Linked DNA regions of Mus musculus: regions 2 and 3 are each linked to region 1. The links are chromatin contacts, called in public Hi-C maps. All regions are on one chromosome and are shown on one strand. Each heading gives the region's core, a stretch centred on a gene start, on an enhancer-like site or on the middle of the called end of the contact. The rest is flanking DNA. Distances are from core to core; before and after follow the strand shown.

What was found. A called contact is a pair of places that touch in the nucleus more often than the background predicts.
Region 2: a Hi-C map of embryonic fibroblasts shows a contact between it and region 1, with 3 times the contacts expected there. The contact joins the enhancer-like site here to the promoter of Cpe in region 1. A contact is called at or near these places in 3 of 39 promoter capture datasets (embryonic stem cells, macrophages and stem cell-derived epiblast-like cells), 4 of 484 Hi-C or Micro-C datasets (the HL-1 cell line, embryonic fibroblasts and embryonic stem cells) and 1 of 9 other capture datasets (embryonic stem cells).
Region 3: a Hi-C map of cerebral cortex shows a contact between it and region 1, with 2.3 times the contacts expected there. The contact joins the enhancer-like site here to the promoter of Cpe in region 1. A contact is called at or near these places in 2 of 39 promoter capture datasets (liver and stem cell-derived epiblast-like cells), 1 of 484 Hi-C or Micro-C datasets (cerebral cortex), 1 of 115 datasets of contacts at active chromatin or transcription factors (pancreatic cancer cells) and 2 of 9 other capture datasets (adipose tissue and liver).

The regions. Positions count from the first base shown.
Region 1 is chr8:64,691,608-64,694,521 of GRCm38.p6, forward strand. Cpe (carboxypeptidase E) reads right to left here and starts at 1,502. Exons shown (of 9, transcript NM_013494.4): 1 at 1,036-1,502. The coding sequence starts at 1,342.
Region 2 is chr8:64,541,443-64,544,447 of GRCm38.p6, forward strand. No RefSeq gene overlaps it. Among named protein-coding and RNA genes, the nearest start is that of Mir710, 29 kb to the left of the region's middle. Within about 2 kb of position 1,604, at least 26 of the 459 cell types and tissues checked have an H3K27ac peak or open chromatin away from gene starts, as enhancers often do. A contact at or near this core is called in the HL-1 cell line and embryonic fibroblasts, where this site is marked.
Region 3 is chr8:64,870,477-64,873,768 of GRCm38.p6, forward strand. No RefSeq gene overlaps it. Among named protein-coding and RNA genes, the nearest start is that of Gm40501, 8.9 kb to the right of the region's middle. Within about 2 kb of position 1,500, at least 73 of the 459 cell types and tissues checked have an H3K27ac peak or open chromatin away from gene starts, as enhancers often do. A contact at or near this core is called in cerebral cortex and pancreatic cancer cells, where this site is marked.

The DNA.
Region 1 (2,914 bases), core at 252-2,751:
AGAGATGAAGGAAGGGAGACTTCTCCTGTCCTGCACTGAGAATTTTTAGCCTGGCTTTTGTGTTTTCCTCGAGAAATCAAAAGCATTCCATACTGATTCCGGCGCTTTAACCAGGCCTTCATTACCAACAGAAAGGCCAGGACCAAATTCTTTCTGAAGAGCATAAACATAACCCAAAAAAGATCCCAAAACATTGCTTAAAATATCTTTTTAATACTAAGCCTTTAATACAAATCAAAACGTGCTTGAACATACTCTGACGGAAAATGCCTAACAAGATGACTGCAGGAGATAAAACGTGATCAATCGTGAACTAGTCATCTCAGAGTGGTTAAAGCACGCGGGGAGGGGTGGGGGTGGGGGGGTACTGTTGTTTTCCCTTAGTAAGGCCATGCATGGTTTCAGAATCTGTATGCCTGTTAGAAACCATCTTTTTCTATCCTGGTAGGAAGATCTACATATATGCACACCACACGACATCTAGATCATCAATATCCTTTTTAAAATTCGCCAGCATCCCCAGAGAGTGCACCTAACGCTCACACAAACACAGAGGAAGGTAGGAAGAGCTGCAGCACCCAATAAGCTGGTCCTTTGGAAATTCTCAAATGATAAAAGCCTCTTTCCTGGCTCCTCTGAGACCTCCTTCCTGGCTCCTCTCCTTCTGCACCTTATTTTTCACTCGTGTCTGAGGGGAAGGTGTTTGCCTTCCTGAGAACTCACAATTTTATTCTGTTTAGAGTTTGACCCATCTGTGACGGTGAGCACCGGGGACTCAGCTCTGGGATTTGCTTGCCTGTTATTCCTGTCCCCGTGCCTCCAGCCCCCCTCTAGCCTATGTTCACAAAAAAAAAAAAAAAAAAAACAAAAAAACAAAAAAAAACGGGTCGGAGATGCGAACGATAGGGAGAGGCTGGTGCTCGTTTCCTTCCCACTTTCCACCTTCCATCCAGGCATCCTCCACCGGGAAGCAACTTGGGGCCCACCTCTCCTTCTTCCCGTCCCCGGAGCCCCTGCAGCGGGCAGAGCACTTACCCGGCTCATGGACCCCGGGGTTGTCAGACAGCTCGATGACCAGGAGCTCCCGGCCCTCGAAGCTGCGCCCCACTGTGTAGATTCTGCTGATGGCGGTGCACTGCAGCCATACGGACACCAGCGCCTCGCGCAGCTCTGGATAGCGGTGGTACTCGAAGGAGATGCCGTCCTCTTGCTGGAGCCGCCGGCGGCGCCTCATGCCAGCCGCTGGCGCCCCGGGCTCCTGGGCTTCAGCCGTCAGCAGCCACCCGCCGGCCACCAGCGCGGCACACAGCGCCAGCAGCACCCGTCCTCCGCGCCCGGCCATCGCGTCCCCGCGAGCTGCACTGCCGGCCTCTTTTGTCTGCCCGGGCCCGGGTGGAGTTGGCGAGCTCAGCACCAGCCTCCTCTCGCCTCACCTTCCACCGCTCAATGAACGGTGCGCTCTGGGGCCACCCAGAGGACAGCGGCGACGCGACGGCTCTGCGCGCTGCACTACCCGCCCCGGGGAGCGGGAGCCAGGAGGCTAGGCACAGGCGAAGCAGCCGCCAGGGATGTTGGGTTTATTTCTTGGTTCAGACCCACGTCAAAAGCCAAATGGCGCCAGGGACCACGCAGGTGGAATGACAGCTAAGACCTTGACTTAGGAAGGCTATTGTTAATGAGAGGGAACCACGACCCAAGATCATCCTTGTAGAAAACACATTCTTGGGTTGTTAACAGGGCCTTTTGATTTCCACCTAGATGCATCAGAATGCGGGGTGGGGGTAAGAAACAACCCGCTGCTTGCCTGGACATCACTGCAATAGTGGAAACTTAAGGGATGCGATTTCATCTACAGCAAGGTCTGGCTAGAAGCCAGAACACTGTGTTTTGATTTAAAGGTGCTTTCTACCAATTTACAGATCCTGCATTTAATTGTATTCAGACACACTCCAAAACCTTTCTAGGGGGAAAAAAAAAAAAGAAATGGGATAAGACGGTGTCCTTTACAAGCAGGACCTATACCACTCATCTTCTGTGATATCCTGGAAAAAAAAAAAAAGACTCTGCTCATGAATTAGACAAAGGATTTCGTTTGGCATTCTGATTCAATCCTGAAATAGAGAAAAATCCGATACAGACAAATGATATATATTGTCATCCCTTTCACAAAGTGACTGCAAACGGATAAAATCATGGGCTTAAATGAGCACCCTTGGGCAGGGCTTGTGTTTTTGGAGCAACATCTGCAGCAGATGTTACTCTACAAAGGTTGCCATTTGGGTGTAACATCAGCACGGATCTGAACACGTGATCATTGAGTATGACCACCAAAAAGAAAGACTGAATGAAGACCAGCTGGGGAATGTTTCATGAGGGACATTTTCCCTCGGATGCCTCTTTCTCTGCTGTCTAATAATACCCTGTCCTGAATAAATCTGTCACCTGGAAAGGAAAGGAATCCAGGTCTATAATAGTTTCATTAGGTTTGTTGTTGGTTTGTTGTTGTTGTTGTTGTTTTAACTGAAGTTTGAAACAGTGGAAGTGCCTTCTCCTACTGACTCCTTGGTCTCAGGAGCAGCTAGAGGACAAAGGGAGTCCAGCTGCTTAGAAAGTGATATTAGCAAGACAACAGGTCGTCATATGGCCTCTGTGGCTCTCAGAAGTCCCCCTGTCTCCGAAAGCTGACCTGTGACAGACATGGCCGCCCACACCTCACCCACCCCATTCCCACCCCTGAGAAATCCTAACCAACCAGAGTGCTATAACTAAGGCACAGAATGTTACCAGCACTGAGTGAAGAAGGCAGGCAAAAATTGTCTGTCACACATTCAGGAACAAACGTAGACCAAAAAGGGGAGCAACTGTAGGCATCCAGCTCATCTTGAGAATTTCACAAATAAAATAAGTATTACTG
Region 2 (3,005 bases), core at 354-2,853, 150 kb before region 1:
CCATTTTATTTCAAACCACCACAAAATAATGTTAGAAAAAACTCTAGCAATGTTAACTTACTGTATTAAATGAAAGCATACAAAAGATACTCAATAAAGTCATCATTATAAGTACCTTTAATTTTTATGGAAAAACTTCATTAAACAGAGAATTTAACAGTGCCACATTCTCTCCTCCTTCACTGGATGACTGTGTAATGAAATTCTATTTATCAATCTGTTGAGTTTTCAAATGAGCTGAGACAACCATAACTTGTAGGTCAAGTGCTACCCATCTGTGGAGAAATAAAATGTATGAAAAATAATCCTCTTACTCCTCCATCTTTTGTGTGGAATGACTGAAGAAGGCATCCTTTCTTGGAAGTTGTTCACAATGCATAACTATGATGCCAGGGCTGCCAAAACCTACCAACAACAGGGAAAGCGCAAGCCCTGTAAAACACTGTGACATGATGACTTTAGCAGACCCACATGGAGAAGTCTCAAGGTATTTCTTTCCTTTTCATTCCAGAGATGTTTCTAGCCTTCCCCTGAGCCATGGAGAATGTACCATGCCTTCACCACTTTTCTTCATTGGCCCTCTGGAACCCATTCTTGCAGCTGCAGGGAATAACAAGAACCAAAATGGTCCTGAGGTTCCTTGCTGTCACTTCATATAGTAATCAAAGATTACAGACAAATGAAACCAGAGCCTAAAAATATAAGCTCCTCACAGTGATGTTCAGATCACCCGCTGGGAAGCAGAGTGGGTCTGAGCTCAAAGCTAAACTTTACACCATGGGCAAATTCATGGAATTGTCACAGAAAGGAAGGAAGGGGACTTGAAAAGTAGACAGAAAAGAATGTTTCCTCCCAGTGATTTTTATGGTTCATTTTCTTATTTTGAAAAGTTAAAAACCATACAAAAGTAAAGAACAAGACAATAAATAATGCTGTGCCTCCTGACTCATGCATCAGCTGTTAGCTGTCACTGCTCTAGTTCCATCTCTCTACGTAGAAGAGATGTGCTCTTGTAGAGAAATTTCAATCCAGCAACATGGCTACTCTTGAAAGGGATCACATCCAAAAACCTTCTAGGTCTGTGTGATCAGGGTGGAATGACACACCTTTAATCCCTCTGGCTGGTAATCAAACATGCTCTTAGTACATTCCTTGAATTCCAAACAATGAAGGCGAAGTTCGTTTGTAGAAGGAAGCAGCCATGTTTGAAAGTGACATCTAACTGAAGGACAGACAAAGTCATGAATCAGAGACAAATGAGTCAGAGACAGGATATGTTACTCTCTCAAGAACAGACTGGTGAGACAGTCTACTTTCAGAGCAGCACAGAGTGAGTCAGTCTGGAGAGCCATTCAGTAAGTGCTCTTCAGTTGACTGAACAGGTAATGCAGTGGAATTTCAGTTGAGTGCGGTTCAGTTGAATGCAGTTGAGTTCAGCTGAGTTCAGTTAAATGCAGTTGAGTTCAATGGAGTTCCTGGAGTTCTGTTCAGTTCCACTCAGTTCCATTCCATTTGTGTAGTCAGTGCGGTTCAGTTCATGGAACCCAAAAGCAGTTTTTCCAAGCAGAGAAATTCAGTGAGAAACCAAGAGGAGCCAGTTTGAATCAGTCAGCTCAGAGTGGAGCTTTGAGCCAGAACAGCTGAGTTGCACCACCCAGCTATTCAGAAAGGACTAGAAAAGGTGAGCTTATTCAGCAGTGAGCCTCCTGGATGACAATTACATTTGGTGAATAAAAGTTACCTTTCCATGCTCTGAATAGTTGTGTCTTCCCAAATTGTATGTGATATAATCCTAGAGTTAAAGGTAAGGTATTGGGAAGAGGGCCTTTGATCTTGTCACTCTGTTGTTTACAAACCTTCCATAGCTTCCCAGTACCTCACAGTGTCCAGAGGGCTTACATACTACACTGACTACAAAGATGGACCATGAAGTTACTATAGCTATTAACCCTATTCACAGGATACATTTCAAGACCCATGTTGACACTTGAAAGAGCAAACAGTATAGAATGAACTACACATACGAAGAACGTTCAGTTCTCACTTCGGGGAGCACTCTGAGGCTTCTCTGACAAGCCTGAATTCTGAGCACTATTACTTTCAGTGCATGGAGTTACTACTGAGAATAGCGAGGATTACTTGAATGAAAGTAATGTGATGTGACAAGGCATCAACAGCCGATCGAGTACACTGGAATGACTAATGGAAAGAGTGAATAGAGCATGAATATGTTAGACAGTGGAGTGGGTCACATGCCAGGCAGCACTGAATACAATGACGCAGGATCTCCTTGCCCCACTGAAAAGGGTACACAACTTACAGCTTTTACATTATTTCTAGAACTTTGGACCACATACATAAGGAGGAAGTACTAAGCTTATTAGTCCATGGCCCTGGATGTGCTTCTTAGCATCCTATCACTTCACCTCCTCTACATGCAAATGAAAGCAGCAGTAATACCTATTTTACAAAATGAGCGAATGTGTATATTGCACATGGATTGATGCCCGTATGTACTATCCTGTCTACCTGCTCACTCTGTGGGAAAACACAATATTTCCTTCCACACCATTATTTTTCCATTAATTAATATATTCACATTACATACCAATTGCAGCCCCCCTCCTCCCAGTCACCCCTCACACAGGCCCTCCCCACAAGACCCCTGTGGGTACCAACCCACTCTGGCACATCATGTCCCGGCATGACTAGGCTCATCCTCTCTCACTGAGGCCAGCCAAGACAGCCCAGTTAGGGAACAGGATCCACAGGCAGGCAGCAGAGTCAGGGACAGCCCTCACTCTAGTTGTTGAAGGACCCATATGAAGACCAAGTGGCACATCTCCTACATATGTCCAGGGGGCGTAGGTCCAGTCCACATATGCTCATTAGTTGCTGGTTCAGCCCACAGAGTTATTCTTAGAGAACTATTTGATGAAACTTCTTTGTATGATTCTAAAGGATTTCCACCTTTGCTGTGAACTGATCAGTCTGCTGTATTCCCT
Region 3 (3,292 bases), core at 250-2,749, 180 kb after region 1:
GCCAACTGGTATCTAAGAATCCAGTAGGTTAAGCCAGGCTTCTTCAGGTGGTGGCCAAGTTCTACAAATCAGTAAGGAAGTAAATACAAAACACACACACTCTCTCTCTCTCTCTCTCTCTCTGTGTGTGTGTGTGTGTGTGTGTGTGTGTTTCAAATCTCTTTCTGTGCTATTGCCCAAATCAGGCTGCATGGCCAAAGCTAAAACTAACATTGTAAGGAATATGTTGGGTTGAGGAAGCGTGGTCCATTAAGTTTGCCATTAATCCACTACCATCTTTATTAAAACCTCATGTATTAGATACTGTTTCAATGCCCTGACAAAATACCCAACAAAAGCTTATTAAGGGAGGTGCATCTTGGTTCACAGTTTGAGAGTATCGTTCATCAGAGTGGGGGCATCATGGCCATCGCTGGTCACATTACATCCACAGTCAGGAAGCTGAGAAAGACGGATATGAAAGGAGACAATATTCATCTCTCCCTTTTCCCTTTTTACTCAATCCAGGACATGAAGAATGTGCTGCCCATATTTAGGGAGGGTCTTCTGTCTTAGCCCAGTCTATAAACTTCCTTACAGATATTTGTCTCCTAAGTGGTTCTAGGTCCTGTCAAGTAAACAATCAATATTACGCATCCCATCCTGTGATGAAGGTACTATTAATATCCCCCATTTTAAGGTAGTTTGGATAGTATGTGTTCGTAGTCTCGACTACTAGGGAGGCAAGTATGGGAGGATTGTTTAAATCCAGGAATTTGGGGTCAGCATGGGATATAAAGGAAGACCCAGTTGAGGTAAAGTCAGGGATTCCCTCTTTTGGTTGAGAAACCTAAGTCTAGTAAGGCACTAAATAACCCATAGCTAGTACAGGGCAAAGCCATCATGTGAGGCACACACTGTATTCTGAAAACCACAGGTCTGACTAGAGGGGTGAGAAGGGACAACTTCAATGGATCTTGAACCCTAGCAAATCCTCCCCTCCAGGTGACTGACTGCAGACTCCAAGGGCTGGGTAAGCCTTAGGCAGCAGTGGGTGGAAGATCTGTGGGCTGGGGTTTCTGGGAAAAGAAAGAAAGAAAAGCTTCAAACAAAAAATAGCATCAGAGTCATGGGCTGGGAGAAAACCCTGAATCAAACTACAGAAGGCAGATGGTGCCAAAAATAGAAGTGGTGTCTCCAAAGTCGGCCCAGAAGGAGGTCAAGAGAACCTAGCAGAAATCGGTGTGCAGCATGCGGCTGCCAAAGGACTCGCCTCTCACATTGCCCGTCTGAGAGGAAGGTGTACCTAAAAATCAGTAACTGTTGTTAGAGTGATTTTCTGGGATTGTGGTCAGGGTGGCAGAGTTGAAATCCACTTTCTCCTCTTCTGTGAGGGTGTGTGAGGAAACCCGGAATAGAGAAGATGCCAGAATAACAGGGAGCAGCTTTGAGCAGCCTCTGAGTGTATTTATAGATATCAAGCACACGAAATACGCCCACATCATACTCCCTCTCCCCAGGAATCCAGGATGTGTGAGGGATAACACAAGGTGTGCGGTTAACAGTCTGTACCACACACAGGATGGGCGGGGCGTAAGCATTCTGTAACATTTCCTTTTTAGTATCTGACCACTGTTCCAGCAAAGCCGGGAACTGACTGATTGGCAGGCACACAGACAGGATTGTTTTGAGTGTAAGATTTTTCTGTTTTCAAACATTACAACTGAGGTGATGTGTCAGACATCTCTCAGGCCAAGATGGCTATCCACTGTGACCTCTAGGGACTGGGTGAGACTGTGACCCCAACCCACCAATCCTCCACCCACTTCTCCCTAGCAAGGCGGTGGGTAGGACCACATCATTTTTACCCCATACAGCTCTCTGATAGCACTTCTTACAGTAAAACTATATTGATTTTTCTGAAAGTTGAACTGGGGATATGGCTCTGTGGGGAAGATTGCTGCTTTTTAAGAAGCAGGGCCTCAACTAGAATCCCTAGCACAATGGGGCTGTGGAGATGGCTCAACAGTTAAAAGCCCTCTTCCAAAGGACCCAGGTTTGATTCCCAGCAGCTACATAGTGACTCAACCACCTGTAATGCTAGATCCAGGGGATGCAATGTCTGCTCCTGGTCTCTGCAGGCACTGTGCATGTATGCAAGTGACTCACGGATATACATGCAAGAAAAAAACACCCATGCATATGCAATTTTAAACTCCTCGGCCCTCAACATAAAAAAGAAAGAAAGAAAGAGAGAAAGAAAAAAGAGAAAAGGAAAGAAAGAAAAGGAAAGGAAAGAATAGCCAAGCATGACTGTGTGTGCTTGTCGCTCTAACACAGGGGTAGAGATAGACAGACACTAAGGAGCTGACAGACCAGCCAACCCAGACAGAACAGTGAGCCTCAAGTTTAGTGGGAGACCATGTCTCCAGGCAATCAGGCCAAAGGTGATCAGAGAAAGCCAACTGATGTTCTGTTCTGGTCTCTGCATGCTCCAATGCACACGGCCCCATGTGTGTACCACTCATACATACACATATACAAAATTTAAAAGAAGAATAAGGCTATTTTACTGGAGGTTTTTGATGGGGTGGGAGGCTTGACTGTGTAGCCTGGACCTTTGGCTTTGGAAGTGTGTTGGTGGCAAGTTAATAAACTTGCTTCCTATTACTGGTATAAAGACCATGACCAAAAGCAACTTGGGAAGGAGATGGTTTATTTCCACTGCAACTTATAGTTCATTGTTGGGGGACATTCAGGCAGAATGCGAGGCAGGAACCTGGAAGGGTACTATTTTACTGGCTTGTTTGCATGGCTTGCCCAACCTACTTTCTTTCTTTCTTTCTTTCTTTCTTTCTTTCTTTCTTTCTTTTTTTTTTTTTTTTTGAAAACAGGAGTTGCCTTTATTTTTTAGTCAATATTTAAAAACATGCCTTTAAAATGATAGTCTCATTTTCATTTTTGCTTTTGTTATTTTAAAAAGCACAGACATTGTAAACAATGTAAAATATCTTGATGTTATAGTATTATTATATGACTAGTTTATAATTATAAAGCTTTTTTTAATTACGTATTTTCCTCAATTACATTTCCAATGCTATCCCAAAAGTCCCCCACATCCTCCCCCCCCCCACTCCCCTACCCACCCATTCCCATTTTTTGGCCCTGGCGTTCCCCTGTACTGGGGCATATAAAGTTTGCAAGTCCAATGGGCCTCTCTTTCCAGTGATGGCCGACTAGGCCATCTTTTGATACATATGCAGCTAGAGTCAAGAGCTCCGGGGTACTGCTTAGTTCATATTGTTGTTCCACC